Linked DNA regions of Drosophila melanogaster: region 1 is linked to region 2. The links are chromatin contacts, called in public Hi-C maps. All regions are on one chromosome and are shown on one strand. Each heading gives the region's core, a stretch centred on a gene start, on an enhancer-like site or on the middle of the called end of the contact. The rest is flanking DNA. Distances are from core to core; before and after follow the strand shown.

Region 1 (4,024 bases), core at 4-2,503, 1.8 Mb after region 2:
TTGGGTGAGCTCATCTTATGTAAGTGGACAACCCCCAAAATGAATCATCGGCCGGCTAATTTAAGCCAGCCAGCCAGCTACAGTTTAAGCCACCCCCTTTTTGCCCTGCACCGGTGTGAAAATTTCGCCCAACATGTTTAACAACACTATGAGTTTTCCAAAAGTTGTGGCAACATGTTGCCAAGAGATTTTCGCAGTCTCTGGCAACAAGCCAACAATACGAATCAGCTGGGCCAGACTAAAACAGCTGTTGCAACGTGTGGCAAGTGTTGCATCAGCCAATCTCAACCAGCGAGAGAGAGTTTCACTCACGTGGAGAGAAAGAGTGCGAATCTGTATTGTTTGTTGTTGCTGCATGGCAGGCTGCCAAACCAGTTGCCCTATACCTTTTGGAGCGGACATAGGTGACATATGTAACCATAAATACTTACATTTACATTAAAAATCCTGTGAATGATCATATGAATATAAATGAATATTTAGGCGCGAAAAAATACGCAAAGTATTGAACTATACTTAAGTTTCGCGGCTTTTTATTAAATACCAGTTTATTAACCCTTTGTGAGCAAACATAGTTGCTATTACTTACAACCTTAATATCTACGTTTCTAAATTATCTGGGTGCAGAGTAAAATTTATTCTTTTTTTTTAGCTTCTCTTATCTATTGTAGCCAATTTAGACCGAAATGCTATCTGTGCAATTTTCAGACTGTCGCTAGCCAAATAATATGAACGGCTATGAATAATCTGTCTGCGTTTTGCACAGTTTATTGAAAATATATATATTTTTTGTTATATTAACTTAACTGTGTTGTATGTAATACTTTGCCTCAAGTTAATAGCACATGGAAATTTTTTTTTTTCAGAACTTAAATCAGTTGATGCTAATGCATTGTTTACACCTTTTTCAGCTGCTTTCAACCAGCTAAGGGTTTTAGAGTAGAGTAGTATCTAAGAAGTAGAGGCACCCACTTATCCGAGTGGCCCATCCTCCGCATCACAAAAATAATGAGAGAAAAAGATCCCCGCGTGGAAATGTTTTGGGGGCACGGCCATAGAAAATAGACACAGCAGCTGAGAGAGCGCGTGTGTGTGAATATATGTGAATATATATTGGTGGTGGGGAAAGGGTATATGGACGGAGCGGTGAATGAAACCGGCAACGACGTCAGCAAAATTATATCAACCCCGGCCAGCGGCTGCCGTCCAGTGCTCGCAGTTGAGTCAGTTAGTAACAATACTTCGTCGCGAACAGAACAACAATTCAGTGAGTCAAGGCAAACGACAGAGCTTTCGGTGTGCAAATCAGCGTGGAATTTGTGAAATTTTCGATACGTGTTTTAGAATCCCATCTTAATGGCATCAAACGCTGAACCTCGTTACAAAGATATCCTATTCATAGAACAGTAATTTCTTTTCGTGTAAAACGTACCAGATAAACTCAACTTTGAGTGCAAAGTTCAGAGTGATTAACAGCCTGAAAAACATTTGCGAGAGACGCAATAAATTGGCGAAAATTAAACAAACAATTTCTATATATACTTCGTATCTCGGTATCTCAGATAACAGTTGTATCTAGATGCTATATAGATAAGCGCTTGTGAACACGAACACTTGACGAGTACATTAAGCATACGCCCGATCTACACAAGTGGTATCACTGAAGCAACAGCTGACCGTACCAAAAAAAAAAAAGAAAAAAAAAGAGAAAAACACTTCAAAGGCATTTTGCCCCAATATTATGTTCGTTCTGCCTGCGGTTGGTGCAACACTAACAGCAACAGCAGTGTCGAGAAAAAGCGGGAAATCCAACATCGCGTCGCCTAAGAACGTCATGCAACATTCGCCTGTCGTTGTCTTCATGTGTGTGCAACATTCGCAGCAGCAGGTTCCCATGCTCAACAACTTTATGTGTATGCGTATGCGCGGCTGGCATAACAATAAGTTTTATTGCAACAATTCAATCAATATCGAGACCTCCACGATCGGCACCGGCACTGGTGGCACTACGGGCACTAAGATCCTACGACGCTCCAAGTTGCTACGAAAGAAGCGTGACTTTAACCGCCGTCGCTTTAGTCGCCGCACTTTCTTTTGAAACCGATTCGAATAAGTCAAATAGTCACCGGAGATAAGGAGCAACAAGGATCAAGATCATATTAGTGCCGTCATCATTGGAACCTGCTCAACGTGGCAGCAACATGATGGAGGGTAAGCAACTACTGGCCACATTTCTCATTTTCCCAAAGCCAGCAACATTTGTTGCCACAACTTTGTTGCTGGCGGTGTCATTGACACTGGGTACACTTCACGTCGAGTATACATAGATAGATGAGGCCACCTACCTATAGGCCTATAGTAATCGTGAACTTTTGTAGGGCGTTGTTTTGATAGGTGTTTTGATTACATGTGAAAACGTGACGCTTAAAATAATAAATTTATATGGGGTTTCTAAACCGGATTCTGTCTTATATCTTATTCTATATTATTAGTTAAGTAACTAGTCTTAAATTTTGTATCTTTAGGATGATTACTAAATAATTAATAATGGTGACCTGTTGAGTTACAGACATTCATGCATATATGGTAGGGAAGATACAAAAATCTTTGGCTTTACTAATTTAAAACTTTAGAGACTGAGCACACCGAAACAGCTTAAAAAAACACATTTTTGGATATGCCAGACAACTGCTTGTTGCAAAAAATCACTTTAAACTTAGTCATACACTTTTAGCTACCACCACACTATATTGTATGTACATATGTAGATCACGTTTCAGATAAAAGTGATAAGATAAGATAATCAAATCGAACAAGGAAGGGGCTTTGTAGATCAATTGCTATTCATCTACACATGCAAAACGCCCTACCTTTCCATTCCCATTTCGTGGAATCGAAAAATGCGCACTCATCGTGAAAAGATTGAACGAATCGCTACGTGTTGGCCATTTATTTTGTTAATTTGCCAACTGAGGGCGTCCATTGTTGATGGTCGTCTTCGATATTCCAAGAGCTCGTGCCAGTCGGTGCGCTGCGCAAGATTGTCGTTTGAAAGTCACATATTTTTGCACGCATATGTGGACTGGCATTTAAGCTCCTCAGCTTTGGGGGCTAAAATCAGAGGACGTGGGCAAATAATCAAAATGACCCCCCCCCCCCTTGGTTATATTGTATTTGTGTCTGCAGATCAGGCCCATTACAAATATCACATGATGACAGTTTTTGCCAACCGCTGAAGCTCATTTTGCGCTTTATATTTATCAGCATGACTCATGGATTTCTAAATTATCAGTTAAAGCTGTTATACATACATGCATACGTACGTACGCAGAGCTTTTCGATTTCGAGAATTCAACAGCTTTTATCTGAGCACACATTCAAAGAGAGCTTACTAATACCACGACAAGAAAGCTCTTCTCTTCAAATGTGGGCGAATGAGCTGTACGAAAGAGAAAGAACGTGAAGAAATTTCCCAAGTTCACATCTCAACGATTTTTGGATTGTCGTGGGGTTCACAGTCTATTATTTTTAAAGGCCAAACAATCTAGAAAATGAATGCATTTGCTCTGAAATTTAAAAGACTTCCAACTAAATCACTCCCTTGGGCTAATGCATACATACATACATACATACAGATGCGTACATATATTATTATTTAGTATAACCATGCATTCTCATGCCTCGTTCTTTTGTGTTTTTAATTTTGTTTAAAGTTCTTGACCCAAAGAATATAAGATCCCAAAACAAAATGATCTTGAAAAGTTATTTTTTCAATGAAAAAACTTCTGCAATATTTTATTAATGCTAAGGGTATGCATGCAAAGTATTAGAATTACCTCAAGTTATTATAATTTCTTATGAACTATAAGTCTAAGATAGCTTAAGTACTTTGTGCAAAAAATTTCTTGACAGTGTCAAATCTGTGCAAACTTGGAAACTTAGTTGTTTTTCTCGTTCATTGTTAATAGTTTTGTTATTATTTTTTTACATATTGATGAAAAAACCTATGAATAAATAGATATTA
Region 2 (4,132 bases), core at 24-2,523:
CTGGCACGCTTCAATACGCTCTCGGCAATGGTGAAAGGATCCTTTACATCGCCCACACGCTGTGCATTCTTCAGAACTGCATGCGAGTTTTCACCTCCGCTGGTAAATACGATTCCAGGACAATCGATCAGTTTGATTTTCGAATCCAGTTCTACTTCTTGCATTGATCTGCAAAAATAAATATATATCGTATAAGTTCGAGGTACTATAAAGGATAAATATGAACTTACTTGGTCACTCCTGGCGTGCTGCCCACCATGCAGGACCGGCCGCGGGTCAACGAGTTTATGATGGAGCTCTTGCCTACATTAGGAATTCCAACGACGCCAACGCGAATCGAGGTCTTGATGCCCTTGTTGCGGCAGTAGTTGCCCAGCATGGACATAAGCAACTCAGCGCCAATGCAGACAGAACCCTGCATAGCCTTCTCGGTTTTCATTTCGCGGAGTTTGCGGCGTCCCAGCCGGTTGGCCTGATCCTGTGTGGAAGCCTTGAAGGCGGTGACAGGTCCGCTGCGACGGAAGTACTTGATCCAGTTGTTCAGATTCTCTCGCGGCACCAGGTCGGCTTTGTTGAGCACCAGGACCAGTCGCTTGTTGCCCGGAGCACCGCGAACGGCGCGCTCAACCTCATTGCAGCGGGTTCCCAGGGGGTCACGTGCATCAACCACCTCCAGGACAACGTCGGCATTTTCTATCACCTTGCGGAATTCCTTGAAGTACTGCTTCAATGACTGCTCTTTGGTCACGGCGTTCTTGTACTTCTTTTCGTCCTGATCCTGGGCATCGTTTTCGTGCATTATTCCGTGCACGGTGCTCCGCATGTCTGCATCCTCGACCATGGACTCCAGCGTCTTGAACTTGTTCTGTTCGCGTTCCGCCTTAAAGGCTTCGCGGCGAGCCAAACGTTCGGCCTCCTGACGTTGCTTGGCCTCCTCCACCTCCTTGAGGATGTCATCCTTGAAGGGACAGATGTTTGGGATCTGGATGAGCTTCTGTTTCTTGCTACCCTTCTTTGGATTCTTCTTGGCTGCGCGACGTTCCTTTTTGTTGTGGTCCCGCACCTTCTTTTCGATCTTGTGCTTCAAGCGACCGGTGAGCCTCTTGGATTTCTTGGCTGTGGATTTTGACAATAGATGTAGAGCTTCATTTAATGTATATACATATATACTATTACTTACTCTTCAACCTTTTTAAAGCCATTTTACACGAGGATAACCGGAATCAAAACCAACTTAAAACAAGAACACGTGAAAATAGTCTTCTTCTTGACTTTTTGTCAGTCACCACGAAGCGTGGCCACTTGTTGTGGCGTGCTAGCCAACACTGCCAGTGTTGCCAGACTGGCAGTGTGATGTAATTTGGTTTTTGTGAACCCTCTGCGAAGTAAATTAATAATGTCACTGAAAAGTGTATTTCTAAGTGCTCTTCGGAGTATTACTATGCCCGCTGTGCCGCTCCAGACTTCTAGGATACACACGAGCGCTTGCTGGCGGAAGGCGGAGGACCGCAAGGAAATGCTGGCATCTTTACCGGCCAAAGACGAAGGAACCGTGGGCGAAAAGACCGTGGACATCGACACACTTATCAACCGGTTGGAATTCAATTTTACATTTGTAAATAGTCTTGAATTCAATTAATTTTCCATTTAGCAAGGCTAAGTTTTTCCCGGATGCCAGCACCGCCAACACGTTATTCAATGGAATACCCTTCAACGAGCTGCCCATCTGCAACATTCGCGTTTCACCCAACAACACAATTATTTCCGTCACGGATCACAAAGGTGGGTCATCTGGAACGTTACTCTAACTGTGATCTAAAGTATCCCTCTTTCCAGGAGTCCTCCGGCTGATACGATCCTGTGGAATTGAGGGATTCAAAAACACTCGCAAGGGAACCAACATAGCAGCTCAAGCTACAGCGGTTACCATTAGTGGAGTAAGTCATTTCCACAAGAAACAGGTTTTACCAAAGTAGGATGGTCAAAAACTACATAGAACATCGAGATAATCTCCATTATAGTTGTATACCATATATGCATTTGAATAGTATAATATGGGCATAGAATCATTTAAAACAAAAAACTTAAATTGTATTTCAGAAAGCCATTGAATTGGGCTGGAAGACAGTGCGAGTAAAGGTTCGTGGTCTTGGCCCTGGAAGAATGGTATGTTCAATACTTTTTGTCTCTCATGTCACTTAAAAATAATTAAATGTTTTGATTCAGTCGGCCATCAAAGGACTGCAAATGGGTGGGCTGAACATCGTTTCCATTACCGACAACACACATGTTTCCTTCAATCCTCCAAGACCCCGAAAGCAGAGAAGTCTTTAATGTGCAACTTGTTAAGACAACTTGTTTAAAAGCAAAATACACAAATAGTCGTTTACAAACAAATACGAAAACAACAGTTTATCTTTCTAATGGAATAAATAGCACTGTCACGGTGAGTTTTATTAGGAAGATATTTGAATATGGCCTTTTTGTTGCCACGGCCAAAGGTTTGCACAAGATTAATAGCAAAAAGATTAAATAACTTTGTAAAATATGTTTGTTTTATTTTTCTTAAATTATTTGCTTTCTTTTCTTAAAACCTATTTTGGATGCGCATAATTCCTCTTCTTATCCTACGTTAAAAAAAGTACAATACGCAATCTATCAGTTTGGATACCTACAAAATACGTAAAATACGAACTTTCCTCCCACTAATCAACTATTAACCCTAATCAATCTTTTTAAAATGGGCTGACGAGCGCCAGTTATGTTATGGATGCCATAAAAACGGTTTGACTAATTATCACCTAGCGAACACACTAGTAAGTAATATTACAATGGAATGCTGCTTCTCAACATGGAATTCTAGGGGATACGATCAGGCTTTGTACAATGAATGATGTTTTTGGTTGAGGCTAAGCGTGAGGCTCGGATTCGTATTGTCATGTGGCTGCGCTCGTGAGTTTTCGCAGGCGACCTTCGATGTGATGGTGAAAAACTTTCGCTGCTGTGCTAAATAAACATTCTTTTTGTGCTTTTTTTAATTTATGCCGCATATCATTAGCATTTCTCTCATCATCTGTGAAAGACGCTGGTGGAGTTCTTCGAAATCTTTCCTGCATTCTGGACCAAGGACAGTTTGGATTGACTAGCTCCTCGGATCTAATGGCGGGAATTTGAAAACTATGGTGTTCTGCAGGAATATATGGTTTTATATCCATTTCCGAGTCACAATTGTTGCAGCCGCTCATTCCGTATGAAGTATGAAACTGCATATTGGACGCCGTCCCAGGATAATGTGGACTCCCACTGCCGTACGTGTTTTGTGGTGTATGAGCATTCCTTTCCCCGTTGTTACTTCCATCCGGGTGTGGGGCGTCACTATCTTCGTAGTCCATAAACGTGGTGGAACACGCCGGCTGATAAATAACCGCCGACGCATGACCCGATCTTCCCGATTTTAGTGGTGTTCCTGTTGTCCACGTATTTGTTCGTGGATCGTAGACCTCGACTATGGACAGAAAGTTGTTGCCATCGAATCCACCAATGGCGTACAGTTTTTCGTCCAGCGGAGTCAGCGAGAGAGCACTGCGTGCGATTTGAATTGGCGCAACCATGTCCCAGGTATCGTTTTCGGTATCATAACGCTCCACGGTGGCTAGTTGACGGGTGCCATCGAAGCCACCAACAACGTAGATGTACTGGTTAATTGCAGCAACACCTGATAGCAATTAAATCGGAACTTAGTTGGAAATTAGATAACAGGATGCGCCAGTCATTCTTACCCGCTCCACTGCGACCCGTTTGTAGTGGTGGCAAAAAACTCCACTCATTGTTCTCCGGATGGTAGCACTCCACGCTGGCCAAGCGCTCGTTTCCATCGAAACCTCCGATGGCATAAAGCAGACGGTTGACCACCACAACACCCACTCCCAAGCGCTTGGCATGCATCGGCTGTACAAGAGTCCAGCGATCCAAATCGGGGTCATAGCTGCAAGAGATTTAAATAAATAGGGTTTGCTAAACTATGTCGATAGAATAAACAACCAGAAAGGCTTTGTCAAATTAATTAAACTATTATCTATTGAAATGATGAACACTACTTACTATTCCACCGTGTTGTGGTACTCCATGCCGG

Evidence for each region. A called contact is a pair of places that touch in the nucleus more often than the background predicts.
Region 1: a contact with region 2 is called in a Hi-C map of the Kc167 cell line, with 2.0 times the contacts expected there. The contact joins the promoter of Xrp1 here to the promoter of Ns1 in region 2. A contact is called at or near these places in 5 of 107 Hi-C or Micro-C datasets (the Kc167 cell line, embryo, eye imaginal disc and 1 more).

The regions. Positions count from the first base shown.
Region 1 is chr3R:18,913,715-18,917,738 of dm6, forward strand. Xrp1 (Xrp1,) reads left to right here and starts at 1,254. Exons shown (of 5, transcript NM_142504.4): 1 at 1,254-2,211.
Region 2 is chr3R:17,071,402-17,075,533 of dm6, forward strand. Ns1 (Nucleostemin 1) reads right to left here and starts at 1,274. Exons shown (of 5, transcript NM_169742.3): 1 at 1,181-1,274; 2 at 231-1,116; 3 at 1-168. The coding sequence starts at 1,202. It overlaps mRpS11 (mitochondrial ribosomal protein S11), which reads left to right and starts at 1,331. Exons shown (of 5, transcript NM_079658.4): 1 at 1,331-1,593; 2 at 1,652-1,782; 3 at 1,837-1,937; 4 at 2,101-2,166; 5 at 2,227-2,394. The coding sequence starts at 1,397. The coding sequence ends at 2,334. Keap1 (Keap1,) reads right to left here. Exons shown (of 6, transcript NM_176508.3): 4 at 4,102-4,132; 5 at 3,780-3,985; 6 at 2,541-3,715. The coding sequence ends at 2,937.